2 separate regions of the Mus musculus genome follow, and region 2 is linked to region 1. Evidence: chromatin contacts called from public HiChIP or PLAC-seq data. All regions are on one chromosome and are shown on one strand. Each heading gives the region's core, a stretch centred on a gene start, on an enhancer-like site or on the middle of the called end of the contact. The rest is flanking DNA. Distances are from core to core; before and after follow the strand shown.

Region 1 (7,656 bases), core at 3,144-5,643:
TACGGAACCAGAGTCACATTATGAAGTCTGCCCTTCACCAACTCATCCTGGTGTGGAACACAGCCGTATGTGTGTGAACTGTGAAGATACGTAAATCTTCATTTCTGTAAAATAATGAGAACCATCCAACAGCAACTGTGGTATGTGAATAACACCTCCCCAAGTTCCTAATGCCTGGTCCCTATGAGAAGGCCACACCAGACACCAACGCAACGTAGCATGCAGCATCTGATACCCAGCATATGCATTAAGGACTCCCAGCTGTCCCTGGAGCCTCTCCCTAGGCCCCAACAACAGCTTCTTCCTTTCCGCTGGCTTTGGGTTTATTATCCCACTTGGGATTAAAGAGGCAAGTGAGTCCCTAAACTCAAGGCAGCCTACAGAGTTCCAAGACAGCCAGAAACCCAGTGTCAAAAAAAAAGTTAACATCAGTAGTCAAGATTGGAATAAAAGAACCTGAAGTCACCTCAGCCAGATTATCAAAGTGGATGGGATTATCGGGCAACCAGCTACAGTAGCACCTGTGAATTTATTGCTATTCAAAAAAAATTATGATGCTGTGCAAGGACACAGACATGTTCATCTGTGACATAACAAGACAGACCGCCCAGGGTACACGGGGTGATGTTGTCGTTCTGCTGCTGGTTCATGGGAAGGTTTGCACAACTACATAAATTACTAAAATACTCAGAGTTGTGTGTCTGAAATGGGATGGAATGGCACAGAAATGGTGCCTTAGTCAAGGAGAGGCTTTAAGAGGCACAGAGATGTGTTGGTGCATGCCAGAGCTCCCTCGGGTCCTGGAGAGATGCTCATTCCATCAGGGTTTAAACCCAGGCTCCTGCCCCACGCTCCCACCTCTACATCCAGTCGTTTCCAAGTGAAGCTGGGGGCTATGTGCAGGCAGGGTCCTCAGAAGTACTCGGATGCCACCACATACATTAGTAACTTCAAAGGGGTCTGCACGGAGTTAATATGAAATACAGTGGAGTTTAGTGAGCTCAGTAAAAACAGCACAATGGATGGTTTCCCTTCAGATAGGCCACAGGAGGTGATGCTGAGTTAAGCATAACCTCGATGCAGGCCACAGCCTCTGCAGAGAGCAGAGACTGCTGTGACTCAGCTGATCTCAAAGCTGGCACTGGGAGTGGGCCGGGCTCAGTGAGGAATCCTGTGACCTGATACTGGCATCTCTCCCCCACAATGTCCCATGTACAGTGGGCCTCACCCATCACCACCGGCTGTAAGCATGCGACAGGGAGCTTGTCCAGAAGGCTAAACACAGCTGGCGCTCTGTATTTAGCAACAGGGAAAGGCTTTCCAACCGGGAATGCTTCCCTCACAAGTGTGTGAGCTCCTCCCCTCCTGACCTGCACCCTGCATCCCCAGCATCCTGCTTCCCAAGCTCTTTCCACCCAAGTGCAGCAGTGGGGAGGAGCTAAGCTGGGGTTCTGCAGTGCCTGGCCCAAGTCCGAAGGAAGAGGCTGAGGTTTAAAGGGAGCTGATGTCATTTGTTCCCCCTACACAGCAGGTTTAGTAGGGAACAGCAATAGGGGGTCTGAGCAAGACCTAGGACACTACAGACACTCCAGCTACCCCCAAACACGCCCACCTTCATCACTGTTGGGCCCAGCATCCCCATCCCAGCCCCACCCAGCACTCCCCAGCCCTCTCTGTCGTGCTCTCTTCAAAGGATGTTTTGTTTCAAGCCCAAGCAGCGGACCTTTGCACCTTTGAAACTGACTAACTTCAAGACACTAGCCTAAGTGGAGACTGTCTAAAGGACAGACTGTCCAGCCCACACTGGCTGCTGCTTCCACATCCTGCTATTCCGCCTCCCTGACTCCCTGCAGCCTAGCTCCTGTCCCCATCCGCCTCCATTTTGCCTTCCTGGACTCCAAATATACAAATATTTATTACCTAGCTCTTCCTGGAAAAGTTTGCTGACTGGCCTGGAGGCACACAGCAATGGTGGTGCCCTGTGTGTGAGAATGGGGACAGAGTAAGCAGGAGTTCCCAGGGTTGGGTTGCCCCGCCCCGATTAATATATAGGAGCCAACTCAACTTTTCTATCAGAAAACTGTTATTAGTCCAGCATGGTGGTACACACCTTTAATCCCAGCCCTGGGAAGCAGAGGCAAGTGGATCTATGAGTTTGAGACTAGCCTGGTCTACAGTGAGTTCCAGGACAGCCAGAGCTATGTAAAGAGACCCTGTATCTACCAACATGCGTACATACACACACCAAAAATATCTGTGTATTACACAGTCTCACTATGTAACTCCAACTAGCCTGGAAATCACTATGTAGACTAGGCTAGCCTCAAACTCATAGAGATCCACCTGCCTCTGCCTCTCGAGCAATGGGATTAAAGGAGTGCATTAGCACACCGGCCTCCATCAAATTTCAGTTGCCTGGTTCAGTCAACATGAAGAAAACGAGGCTTTGTAAACTTGTCCTATCACGGCTCATGCTCTCCCCACCATGCCCATCCCAGTCTCTCTGAACCATGTGACACTTGCGTAATCTGCTGGGAGCTTCTCTGAGTCAGACCGAGAGAGTCCTCCCCTCTCCAGGAACTGATGCTAACCTAAGCATGTGATGCCAAGGCCCCCACTGACTCCCAGGAAAAGGCTCACACCTGAGAGACTGGCAAATAAATAGCTAGCACACATGATCTCTCTCTCTCTCTCCTCTACAGAATTTTTGTCTGGATGTGACACCTGTGAAGGGCCCAGAGTAATTCCTGGCATCTGTCTGCGGCCCCCATGGAACTGCAAGCCCTTAAGCCTTACATTCTTTTTCAGTTGTCCTAAAACCTCGCGGTCTGCATGGGCCCCATAAAGGTTGAGATAGGACTGGGTCCAGTGTGGCCTTGGTAGAGACAGAATAACATGGTTCCTGCTATTGGAATAGCTTGGACCTCCACGAGAGAGGGCTTGTTTGTATAATATTTGTTATTTTCACGGTCCTCGGAGGAATGTCCTCCCGGTTAACATTAATGACTCCATGCTAATCAGAGACATCATGAGTCTGGGAGGCAAAGGTGTGGCTAATGTCTCAGCCAAATGGTAACCGCTGGGACCTTCAGGACAGCGCTTAAGGCTGTGGAAAAGGAACATTAAGTTCCAAAATATATAACTTCTGAACTATGCAAAAACGTAAGGATGCAATATGAACTGTATAAGGAGCTTCACAGATCTAAAGGAGCAGAGGCAATTACACTATGAGCCAGCTTGCCAGAAAGATACAAAGACAGGCAGATACAAGGGCATGGAGATTCCAGAGTTCAACGTCAGCCTGGGTCAGAACAAATTTAGGTCCAAGCATGGTTAAAATGGTGATTCCCGGGCAGGGTCCCACCCAGCATCTTACTGTCTGTGCTTATGTTTGCTGTCTCTTCTTAAGAATCAAGAGGCTAGCAGGGCAGTGGTGGCGCACCCCTTTAATCCCAGCACTTGGGAGGCAGAGGCAGGTGGATTTCTGAGTTCAAGGCCAGCCTGGTCTACAGAGTGAGTTCCAGGACAGCCAGTGTGACACAGAGAAATCCTGTCTCAAAACAAACAAACAAACAATAAAAGAGCAAGAGGCTAGAGTCATAGAATGCTTATTCATGAGAGGGTCAAGAGGGAACCTGGAATAACTGAATTGATATGTAAATAAAATGTGGGCTTTGGTCTGCATGAGATGAGCCGGCAGAAACTGATGGGGGGGGGGGGGTTGGTTTTGGTTTTGGTTTTTTTGCCAGAGCTGAGCTATCTGAAGATCTCTGGAGAGCAAACACAGCTCTCTTCAAGAATTTTTTTTTTTTCTAACAGGATTGCTGATTTTAGTCAAGAAAATCCATGAAGAGCAAACTCAGCTCTTTTAGAATTTTTTCTGACAGGATTTCTGAAATCCCAAGAATTACTAGAGAGCTGACACAGCTCTTGTAGAATGCTGTCTAGCACCTATCCAAAGAAGGCTTTCTGAAGAGCAACCCCAGCTCTTTATGATTTTTTTTTCTGGCTTTCTGACTTTGATTAGAAAGAATTACTTTTAGAATTTTTCTAACAGGATTTTTGACTTGATCAGAAGACCTATCAGCTATCCAGAGAGCTTTTAGAATTTTTACTAGCAGAGAGAAAGCTGTCTCAAGCAGAAACTTAGCTGTCTCAACCAGAGTTTTTTAGAATAGAAGAAAAAGCTATCTAGAGCAGATCTCTCTCTCTCTCTCTCTCTCTCTCACACACACACACACACAGAGAGAGAGAGAGAGAGACACACACACAGAGGGAGGGGGGTCTGAAAAGCTGTCTTGAGCAGACTACAAAGCCAAGAACTGTCTACAGAGAGCTATCTAGGCAGCCATCTGGAGCAGAACATAGGCCGCCAGCTTGGACACAGGATTTGACTTGAGTCTTTTGTTTTTGCCACTCTCAGACACCCAGACCAAGCTGAGGCTGGCCCCTGGCATTGAGCCTGTACCACCGTCCTGCTATTCACCACATCCTGGGCTGCAGAACTAACCCTCAGCATACAAACTCCTTTATTATCCCCTGCCCATGGATTTATGCTTCAAAGGAGACTGCTCGCACCCTTTCAAGGTCATTGTGTCATCTCCCTAGACTGACCAAGATCCTATCCATTAGAAGCGCCAGCCACCACCAACCCCCTCACAGTGAATAAAGTTGCTTTTAGTTTATTTCTGACTTTGGTGGTCCTTCCCTCGTTATTTGCATGCCCCGTGACCCTAAAAACCTGGAGCTGTGGTAATAACCATTTCGTAACAACCAGTACTTGTCTGGAGACAGGACCTCAAAACTGAAAACATGGGTTTGAGTCAAATGGCCTGAGTTTAACTGGCCATCCTAGGACTCTCCACACTTGCTATTTAAAACACTGAGGAGATGCCGGGCCTGGTGGCGCTCGCACAGCTTTAGTCTCAGCAGAGGCGGGAGGATATCTTGGGTTTGAGGCCTGCCAAATCTATCAGTCCTAAAGAACCTCATGCCCCTATAAATACATCCAGTTAAAACCTGCACAGGATCAAGGGAGAGTCCGTGAATGATTTAACCTCCAGGTAATGTTTAGCCACTGTATTTTCCTACGTTGGTTGTATAAAAACCAAGTGGCTGATGAGCCAGCATACTTGCTGCCTGTGGTCTCGGGGCTTAACTTATCTTTTCACTCAAAGGAAAAGCAATCAGTTATGATAACAGCTCTTAATCGGGCTAAATTTCCTTTCTGGACCAGCACACAGAGGCCACTCAAGATGAGTCAGAACTTCACCAAAGCCAACCCTTGATGATATGGAAGCCAAGCACCCCGACACTCACAGGGACACAGCTCCATTTGTGCCAACCTCCCAACAGCTGGTCACTGGCTGTTCAGCAGCCAAACAACATGCATCGTGGATAATCTAAACTGACACACCCTGGGATCATGTACATACTAAAAAGGATATAGGGGCCAGCAAGGTGGCTCTACTGATAAAGGTACTTGCTGCCAAGTCTGACAACCTGAGATTGACCCCTGAGACCCACATGGCAGATTGAGAGAATCAACACCTGCCAAGTTTATCATCTGACCTCAACACACGTGTCGTAATAGGCTTGTACCCACACACATACACACATTCATGCATACATAAATAAATGTAATGAAACTTTTTGTTAAAGGATACAGGCTATCTCAGTGGTAATTTCGATATTAATTACATGATGAATTGATATTCATTTGGACTTCTGGTTTAAACAAGATGTCAAAATTAATTTCCTAAATATTTTTCTGTGTTTATACATTTGTGATTAGGTATGTGTTTATACTGTAGATAAGTGTGTATGTGTGCTTACATTGTGTATAGGGATGTGTATGTGTTTATGTTGTGTGTAAGTGTGTGTTTATATTGTATATAAGGGTGTGTGTGTTTATTTTGTGTATAAGGGTGTGTATTATTGTTTGTAAATGTGTGTGTGTTTATATTGTGTATAGGTGCATGTATGTGTTTATATTGTGTATAGGTGTGTGTGTGTGTGTGTGTGTGTGAATGTGGAGGCAAAAGAACAATCTGGGGTGTCTGCTCCTTGGGTGCTGTGGAGGTTTACATGAGAATGGCCCCCATCCGTCTCGTATATTTGCAAGCCTGGTTCCCAGTTGGTGACCTAATTGGACAGATTAGGGGATATGGCCTACTTGGAATATGTGTGTCACTAGGGGTGGGCTTCCAGGTTTCAAAAGCCCACACCAGGCCCAGCAACTCTCTACCTGCTGCATCCAGACCACGCTGCCTGACACAATAAAGAACTAACCCTCTGAAATTATACCCAGAAAATATACATAAGAAGTCCCCAATTAAATGCTTTCTTTTATAAGAGTTGCTTTGATCGTGTCTCTTCACAGCAACAGAACAGTGGCTAAGACAGGTGCTAGCCACTTTATTCTTGTTTGTGTATATGTATGTCTGCATGTGTGCATGCAGTTTCCCAAGTCCCGAGTGGGCATCAGGTCCCCTGGAGCTGGAGTTAGAGGAGGCTATGAGCTGCTTGATATGGAAGCTGAGACCCAAACCCAGGTCCTCCAAAAGAATAGCAAGTGCTGTTAACCACTGGCCTCCCTCCTTCTCCAGCCTGGCCCCCAATACTCCACCTTCGAGATGGTCTCTTACTGGCCTGGAGCTTATCAGGTAGACTAGGCTGGCTGGCCAGGGAGTCCAGGGAGCCAGCTATTTCCACCTCCATATACAGAACTGGGATTCCAGCAGACAGCATTGTTCCTTGGTGTTTTCCTAGGAGTTGACCTCAGGTCCTCGTGCGCAGCGGGCATTTAACTGAACAGACTCTCTCTCCGTGGCCCCTCCTACATATTTTAAGCTTTTTCAAATGTGGCTGCTAGAAACGTTTCCATGACTCACGCTGCTCTTACTGGATTAGGTGGCTCTCAAGCCAGCTGGCTGGGTCTGGATCCTACCCCACCCCCTCCTTGTGCTGCTTACAGCTCCACCACACTGGGCAAACTGCTGGCCTCCCCAGACCTCCATCCAAGTGCTGGTAGATAAAGAGAGGTAAGAACAGGTCCAGCTCCACACTGCCCAGTGGTAAGGAGTAAAGGCTCTCAATGCTCTAAGGAGAGCCTGCAATATGATCCTGTGATAATCTAGGTACCTGGCATGAAAAATCAACCTTTTAGCTAGCTCTGTTCCATAGACCAGGCTGGCATCAAACTCAGAGATCTGCCTGACTCTGCCTCCAAGTGCTGGGACTAAAAGTGTGTGCCACCATGCACGGCTAAATCAACTTTTTAAATGACAGTGTTACCATTCACATGGATGTCAGCCTTTTAAATACAGTGCTCCGCAAAACCACGACCACTTTCTAATTCTAGAACATTCTCACTACCCACAACAGGATCTAATTCCACGAGCAGTCAACTCCTCTGACTCTCCTCTGCCCAGCCCCCACTTCCCTGTAGACTTTCCTAATCTGAAGTGCCATTTAGTGGATTATTAACTGTTTGGTCTTTGTGACTGGCTTCTTTTACTTAGCACGTGCTTACGGTTTGTCCATAATGAAGCACACGTAATTGCTCCATCCTTTCCGTGGCCAAATCATGCTCCTGAGGCTGATACCGGCAGGAGATTTTACAGAGGCATGTTTTCATTCCTTTTGGGGGCCACA
Region 2 (7,656 bases), core at 2,932-5,431, 300 kb after region 1:
TCACAACCATCCGTAATGAGATCTGACACCCTCTTCTGGAATGTCTGAAATAGCTACAGTGTCCTTACATATAATAATAAATAAATCTTTTAAAAAAGAACAATCTTTAAAACAACAACAATGTCAAACTAAAGAAGGAAGGATACGTAACCCCCCAAGTTATGGGCATGCCTTTGCAGGGTCTACGGAGTGCTCATTTAGCACTGTGGAGGCCAGTTCACACTCTGAAGAGGCAAAGAAGGAAGATACCATCTTTAGAAGCTAATGGTCCAGGGTTGGGCGTTAGGGGTATCAGGCGGACGAGCACTGGGCCCCATGGATCCCTGAGACTGGGGAGGTGGAAGACATTTGAGCATTAAGAACAGTCACACCGTTAGTAAGGGCTAACAGTGAGGCGCTGTGGCCAAGTTACCCTTGAAGGCAGGCCTGTGTGTATGTGTGTCTCAACTTCCTATCTCAACTGCTCGTGTTTGCAGGTGCTGGTAACAAAGAGGACCTTATGAAACCTTAGTCTCAGTTTAGAGGAAAGCTGGAAGAGAAGGAAAGAACAGCAAGGTGGGCCTTAGGAGAGAGCTTTGTGTAGATTCAGGCTTCCACCTCGGCTAGAAGGAAAGGAAGATTCTAGAAACTTCTCAGAGAGAAAGAGAGAGAGAGTGTGTGTGTTTTTCATGCTTTTGCACCCATGTGTGTGGGTGCTGGAGAGCAACTCAAAGGGCCTCAGGGGTGCTACGCACACATTTTTACCACTGATCTGTGTAGACAGCACTTGTTTGAATGTTGATGGAGACAACACATTCATTTAAGGATTTTTGCAAATGTGGAGAAAGTGACATTTACCCAATGTGATCCCAGTTAGCAGAGTTCCTTCTGTGGCTTTTCTATTAAGTGGACAATGTGTCTTTAATCTTATATCCTGCTTTCCCCCTTCTTGTCAATATCCCTTACACGACGCCTATGGTACGACCACCTTAATAATCATTAGCTCTAATGGGTGCCTAGTACTTAGCCTGCTCAGTTAACTGGGCCACCGTCTTACTTCTCTCGTCCCGGCATGCTGTGCACCTGACTAATTCCTGTTATTCTGATGTGCTGGAATTGGGTGAACTAAGCAGCCGTTCGAAGCACAGCACAGCTCTGTGTGTGCTGTGCGGTTATTCTGGACAGTGTGGGTTGGGAGCCTTGGCCTGTATAGGTTACCTATGACTCCATTCTTGAACATGGCTCCTCCTGCATGGATTACAGGGTCAAATTCTAAGTCACCCAAGTCACAGGTATTTCCCAAAGGTTCAAAGTGACATTGACTCCCTGGGTGGCCAAGCCTACTCAGCAAGAACCATTACTGTTTTAGTTGCCCAGGGGTACTAACCCCACCCTCTGTGGCAGATACTCCGGTCCCTTTAAAGACACCAGCTATTCTAGGTCTCTGGTCATATTTATATGCAGCCCAGACGGTTATATCTGCACTCTGATAAGCAAGGAATAATTTTTGAGCTTGAGTATATCCCAAATGAGAGTTATTCACACTGAAAACATCACTGCGGATAGGAAATTCAGACGTTCTGGTTCTCATGTATCATTTCTGGCAATCCTGGTCTCGAAGAGCCCCATCCGACCTCTGAAGCCCCTTAGTGTGAGTGTGACCTTCATCTGCCACCTGGAATCTGTCCCCATCCCTCCTTTGGGAGTAAGATGGTCAAGTCTACTGGGCCCCAGGGAACAGTCCGAGATGCCATATAAGGAACACTGGGCATGGCTTAGAGGAACTGGCCTGTTTGTTTTACTGGGTAAAGATATTGCCTGCTTACATTAGTGAGTAAAGTTTTGTTTTCTTTTGGGAGAGACAGAAATATCCAGGCAGGCCTGGCCCCAGGACAGTTGGGGAAATAAGTCATAGAATTGTCTTCCATGCTGACCCTAGGAAAGCCACTCAAGGACCTGGAAGGGCCAGTCAGAAGAGAAGGCCTCTTAGCCTTAAGAAGCATGCAGGTCGCACTGCTCAGGAATGTCCAAGACCATCTGTCCCACATCTTGGTGACAGAAAGAACTTTAAAGAATTTACTAGCTGGGCAGTGGTGGTGCACACCTTTAATCCCAGCACTTGAGAGGTAGAGGCAGGCAGATTTCTGAATTCATGGCCAGCCTGGTCTACAGAGTGAGGTCCAGGACAGCCAGGGCTACACAGAGAAACCCTGTCTCAAAAAACAAAAACAAAACAAAACAAAACAAAACAACTTTACTAAAGCCTCTAGGCTACTTTCCTGACTTGACACCCCAGCTTTTGCCTCTACCAGGACAGCCCATTCTGAGACTATTTCCTTAGCTTCTAAAAAGTTCTTTCTCCCGCTGTGCCCCACCCCTGGTTGGTTCCTTCAGGGTTGCATCAAATCTTTATACTTCTAACTGGAGGCTGAGGGCACAGTGAGGAGTGTGGAAGCCACAGTGTGGCCAATGGCCTGGAATCTAACCAATCAGGGGCCATGACCCCCATGCTCTTGCTCTGTGCACCCTACCTATGATACCCACCTCCAGCCTTCTCTCTCTCTCTCTTTTTTTTTTTTTTCCGAGACAGGGTTTCTCTGTGTAGCCCTGGCTGTCCTGGAACTCACTTTGTAGACCAGGCTGGCCTCGAACTCAGAAATCTGCCTGCCTCTGCCTCCCGAGTGCTGGGACTAAAGGCGTGTGCCACCACGCCCGGCTCAGCCTTCTCTCTTAAGGTCAGAATAAGACAGTCCTACCTCAATGCTGCCCTCAAGCTCACTCCCAGCTATCCTGAATATGCTGGGAGCACACCTGGGCACATCTGGTTGACTCAGGGCAGACTCTCCCTGGTTGTCTCCTATTGGGATAGATTTGCAGTATTGGTGGCCTGAAGTCAAAGCTCATCTTTGAGTGGCTCTCATGCTTCACCAGTAAAGCTGAGGATAATTGACTGCTCAGATTCACACAACATCATGGAGGCAGAGTTAATAATGTCCAATGCAGGCCTTGTAAGAATACCATCCCACTCACAGCATAACTGAAGGGTGCATCCAAATCTCAGTTTCTGCCTATGGACGGCGAATGCCTCAGGCATTGTGCCTGAGTATGTAAACCAGAGTCTTGGTTCTCTCACCTGTAAATGGAACATGGTAATTCTAGACTGCAGGGGTTTCCTGAGGATACAGTGGGACCACTCACTGGAATGTAGGCATTGGTGCAAATGCCAGGAACTATAACCAAACCAAAATATGATGTGAGGTCAGTCAGCCTTCGGGAAAACCTCAACACTATAGACAAAGTTAACGGGTGGGTTTTATTTTTGAGACAGGGTCTCACGTATCCCAGACTGACTTAAAATTCCCTATGCATCAGAGTATAAGCCTAAACTTCCGACTTTCCTGCCTCCACCTCCTGTATTCTACAATTATAGGTGTGCTTCTCTGCACCCAGTTTACCTAATCCCAGAAAGAAAACCCAGGGCCTGGAGAATGGCAGACAAGTGCTCTACTCACTAAGCTATATTTCCCAGCTTCTCCCCACCACGGGGTGAATTTTAAAAAGGACTGAATGTGGGTCACCTGACTGCCAAATCCCCCGTCTGCTAGAGTTGCGCCTGAACCCTTTCTACACAGAGTTCTTAGGGAGTTAACCTAACCGAGGCAATCTCTCCTTCATCTGGTGCCTGCTGTCCCCTGCATTGTTCCAGACATTGGGGTGCACCTCCTGCAGCTCATGCTGGAGGTAGAGAAACAGGCAAGAAACAAATTAAAAGTATCAGGTACAGGGGAATAGTGGGTGGAAAGGGGTGGGATGGGAGGCCTGGGGGAGGGGGAATAGAGTGCAAAGACCATACTGTTTCTTGCCCAGTGCAACAGCGCTACCTAGTGGACATCTTGGAAATTTGCATAGGCTAGCTATTAATTACAGAGTATGCCTGGTGTTGACTGATGCCAGCACCAAAGATCCTGCCGTGCACAAGAGAGTTAATGTTATAAGGAATGAAACCGCTCTGCTTTTGACACTCTAGAACGTCTCAGAAGGCCAGTTTTGTCGCTAAGAAGTTTGCTTACATTGGGAGAAGCCACCTCAGTTTTATCATTGTATATGAAGAATTTTATACTCGCTGAGAGAATTGAAGAGTCACGCACCCGGAGGGAAAGGCGGGTCGTTGCTCCAAAAGAATTGTTTGCTGTTGTTAGGAAGAGGGAGGGATACTTAACTCCCAAGTTACAGGCACGCCTTTCCAGGGCTCACAGAGTTCTGATTTGCATGGTGGAGTCCAGTTCACACTCTGGAAAGGCAAAGAAGAAAGATGCCATCTTTACTCTCAAGAAGCTAATGGCCGGGAGCTGGGGTAGTAGGTAAATGAGCACTGAGCCCCATGGGACCCTGAGGTATCTTGGGGCTTGAGGCATTAAGAACAGCTATAGTGGTGGCACACGTCTTTAATCCCAGCACTTGTGAGGCAGAGGTAGGTGGATTTCTGAGTTCTGAGTTCGAGGCCAGCCTGGTCTACAGAGTGAGTTCCAGGACAGCCAGGGCTACACAGAGAAACCCTGTCTTGAAAAACCAAAAATCAAAACAAAACAACAAACAAACAAAGAAAAACCTTACAGCTATATATAGCTTATAGCTATAAGCTATAACCTCTGTATGGAATTTGAGCCAGTAGCTATCAGCCCACCTGTGTCCCTGTGACTAGGTACCCATGCAGACAGCTGGCAGGATGACTATATATAGAAATAGAGATTCAATCAAAGTGGATTCTCCCTCATAATTTTGGTTTTTGAAAACTGTGGGCATGGGTAGCTTTTCTTATCTGTGAATGTTTGGGGTTTTTTTTTGTTGTTGTTGTGGTTGTTGGTTGATTTTTCAAGACAGGGTTTCTCTGTGTAGCCCTGGCTGTCCTGGAACTCACTCTGTAGAGCAGGCTGGCCTCAAACTCAGAAATCCGCCTGCCTCTGCCTCCCAAGTGCTGGGATTAAAGTCGTGCACCACCATGCCCGACTTGTGAATGTATTTCACACTCATGAAGTTGAGGGGCTTTTGCGGAGTGTTTTGAGGAAGCAATGTTCAGTGGCTGACAGGAAAGCTCAAAACCAGGGGCAGAGGATCACAAGCTAAAGGAAGCAGGGAGCTGAGGGCATGTCAGAGAAGGGTTCTCTGGACAGCAAGCGTGAGTGCAAAGATACAGGAGGAGAAGGGTATGGGAGATGGACCCGTGGGCAAGCTGCTTGCACCCCAAACAGAGGGACCCGAATTCTGATCCCCAGGATCCATGGAAAAGCTGGTGTAGTTCCAGCACTGGGACGGGGAGATAGGTGAATCCCATGGGCTTTCTGGCCAGCCACTCTGGCTGGTCAGTGAGTTCCAGGGTCATTGAAAAACACGGCTTAAAAAATAAATAAGGTGGAAATGGCGACTGGAGTTGACTTCCTGGATCCCACACACTGGAAAGAAAGAACCAACTTCCTCAAATTCCCTAACCGCCCCGTCAGCACACTCACACACACAAGAAAATAGAGTTTAATTAAAAAAAAAAAAAAAAGCCGGACGTGGTGGCGCACACCTTTAGTCCCAGCACTTGGGAGGCAGAGGCAGGCGGATTTCTGAGTTTGAGGCCAGCCTGGTCTACAAAGTGAGTTCCAGGACAGCCAGGGCTACACAGAGAAACCCTGTCTCGCAAAACCAAAAAAAAAAAAAAAAAAAAAAAAAAACCAGGATATGAAGTATGATGTTTAATTTTTTTTTTTTAAGCCTAATGCATGCAAAGCCCCAGAGGCCAGTGCTCAGGACTTAGGAGCCAATGCTGGAAGATCACATGAAGCCAGCATGGGGGTAGGGACTTAGCACAGTGGTAGAGCTCTTGCTTAACAAGCACAAGGCCCTGGTATCGGTTCTCAGCTCTGAAAAAAAAATAATAAAAAAATAAGTCAAAATAACAAAAAGAAGCCAGGGTGAACCAGACAGTGGGACCCTATCTCAGAGAAAAACAGAAGTCAGGGCCCCTCCAGGAAAAGGGCGGCGGGGAAAGCTGGGTTCTACTTAGAATACGAAAGAGCAAGAGCCAGAGAGTGGGGGGTGGGAGAGAGGGGTGGGAGAGAACGAGAGAGGAGGGAGGAGGGAGAGAGGGAGAGGCTTTGCGTTTTAAAAATAGCCGATATCTAAAAATACAAAAGATTAAACCCATTTTTAAATTTTTCTATTTTTTAAAGCCTATTTTTAAAAGAAAGATTCACTAGGATTGTCCTCCCGTCGATGGCATTGAGCTCCGTGTGCCTTCTGTATGTGCATAATTTATACGCATGTATCTTTTCACGGTATTCCCTGGGTCCTGGACGATGTCCCGTGAGGGAATTGAGGGGACTGAGCCCCCGTGAAGCCTCTCACTTAAGACTTGGGTCCTGGAGTAAGTAGACTCCAGACAGGAGACACGGGGCTATTGTTACACTAGAGGGTAGGGTCAGGAGGGTCGGGTGGAAAGTTGGCTTTTAAGGAGCCAACAAGTGTCACAGGCTGGCAGGGCCCTGCAGTGTGGGGTTGGTGCTTCCCCGAGGCCAGCACCACTGTTGTTAACCGACTGTGCAGGAGATTCTTTGGGGTTCTCTCACTGGGAGGAGACAAACCCAATCCTGGCTGTTCAGAGCTGAGCAGGTGCACGGGGCTCGCGCTACACAGCACCTCCGAGGGGGGCTGAGGAGCAGCTGGGGTACCTGTGGGGCCCACGCTACAGGATGTGAACTGTGAGATGATTGGTTCAGACAAGGAGGCTGAGTGAGTGGGAGAGCCTGATGCAACAGGATCCAGCTCCTCACTGTGCAGGCAGGCAATCAAATTCCAGAGGAGGCCGGACCGTGGCGACCCCGTGTGTGGGGTGGACTGGAGATGCTGGCATGAACTCTAGGTTTGAAAGATATATGGATAGACCTAGAAATGGATATAGATAGATATGTAAACGTGCACATACCTCATACACTTCTTGATGCGGACCTAGGAGAAACAACAGCCCTGACGAGCCCGCGTGCCTGGTACCCAGGTATTTAATTATCATTCCCCACTGACAAAATAAAAATTCATCTCGACAGAATGAAAATCCAAAATTCCAGACGCGGAGAATTACAAAACCCTGTCTAGGAAAGAAAGTACTCAAGACACAAAACCGCTGTGTAGATGTCAGATCATCGCAGAGCCGCTGAATAAACTCCCATCTGTCAAAGGCAGCTAACCTTTGACTCTTAGACAAAGGAGCCTGGCCAGGACCACAGGTCTGCTCCTCCTGCTGTCTGAATCTTGCCTCTACCTCAGACTCCATGAGTTTCCAGATGACTGACTGAGGTAGAAGTTAGGTTTGGATGCTGTAATAAAACCCAACAATGATGACTCATACGTAAACGGAAATTTAATCTCTCTGATTTGCAAATAAACAGAAATTTAATTTCTCAGGCACTTGAAAGTCTGAGCTGTTAGACAGGGAGGCAATGGCTCCAAGTCACTCCAGCCCAACCCTGACTTTTTTTTTTTGAGATGAGTTGTAGTCCTGGTCAGCCTGGAACTCACTATGTAGACCAAGCTGGCCTAGAACTCAACAGATCTGCCTGCCTCTGCCTCCAAAACCCAAGTGCTGAGATTAAAAGCACGCACTAAGCCGGGCGTGGTGGTGCACACTAATCCCAGCAC

Evidence for each region. HiChIP or PLAC-seq counts read pairs in DNA pulled down with a chosen protein or histone mark.
Region 2: an H3K27ac HiChIP or PLAC-seq map of microglia shows a contact between it and region 1, with 5 times the contacts expected there. The contact joins two enhancer-like sites. A contact is called at or near these places in 5 of 115 datasets of contacts at active chromatin or transcription factors (bone marrow-derived macrophages, embryonic stem cells, extraembryonic endoderm stem cells and 2 more) and 1 of 9 other capture datasets (liver).

What each region holds. Positions count from the first base shown.
Region 1 is chr12:102,415,353-102,423,008 of GRCm38.p6, forward strand. All of the region lies in intron 2 of Lgmn (legumain), which reads right to left. Among named protein-coding and RNA genes, the nearest start is that of Lgmn, 21 kb to the right of the region's middle. Within about 2 kb of position 4,394, at least 79 of the 459 cell types and tissues checked have an H3K27ac peak or open chromatin away from gene starts, as enhancers often do. A contact at or near this core is called in microglia, where this site is marked.
Region 2 is chr12:102,715,925-102,723,580 of GRCm38.p6, forward strand. All of the region lies in intron 1 of Gm30296 (a long non-coding RNA gene), which reads left to right. Among named protein-coding and RNA genes, the nearest start is that of Gm30296, 9.0 kb to the left of the region's middle. Within about 2 kb of position 4,182, at least 22 of the 459 cell types and tissues checked have an H3K27ac peak or open chromatin away from gene starts, as enhancers often do. A contact at or near this core is called in microglia, where this site is marked.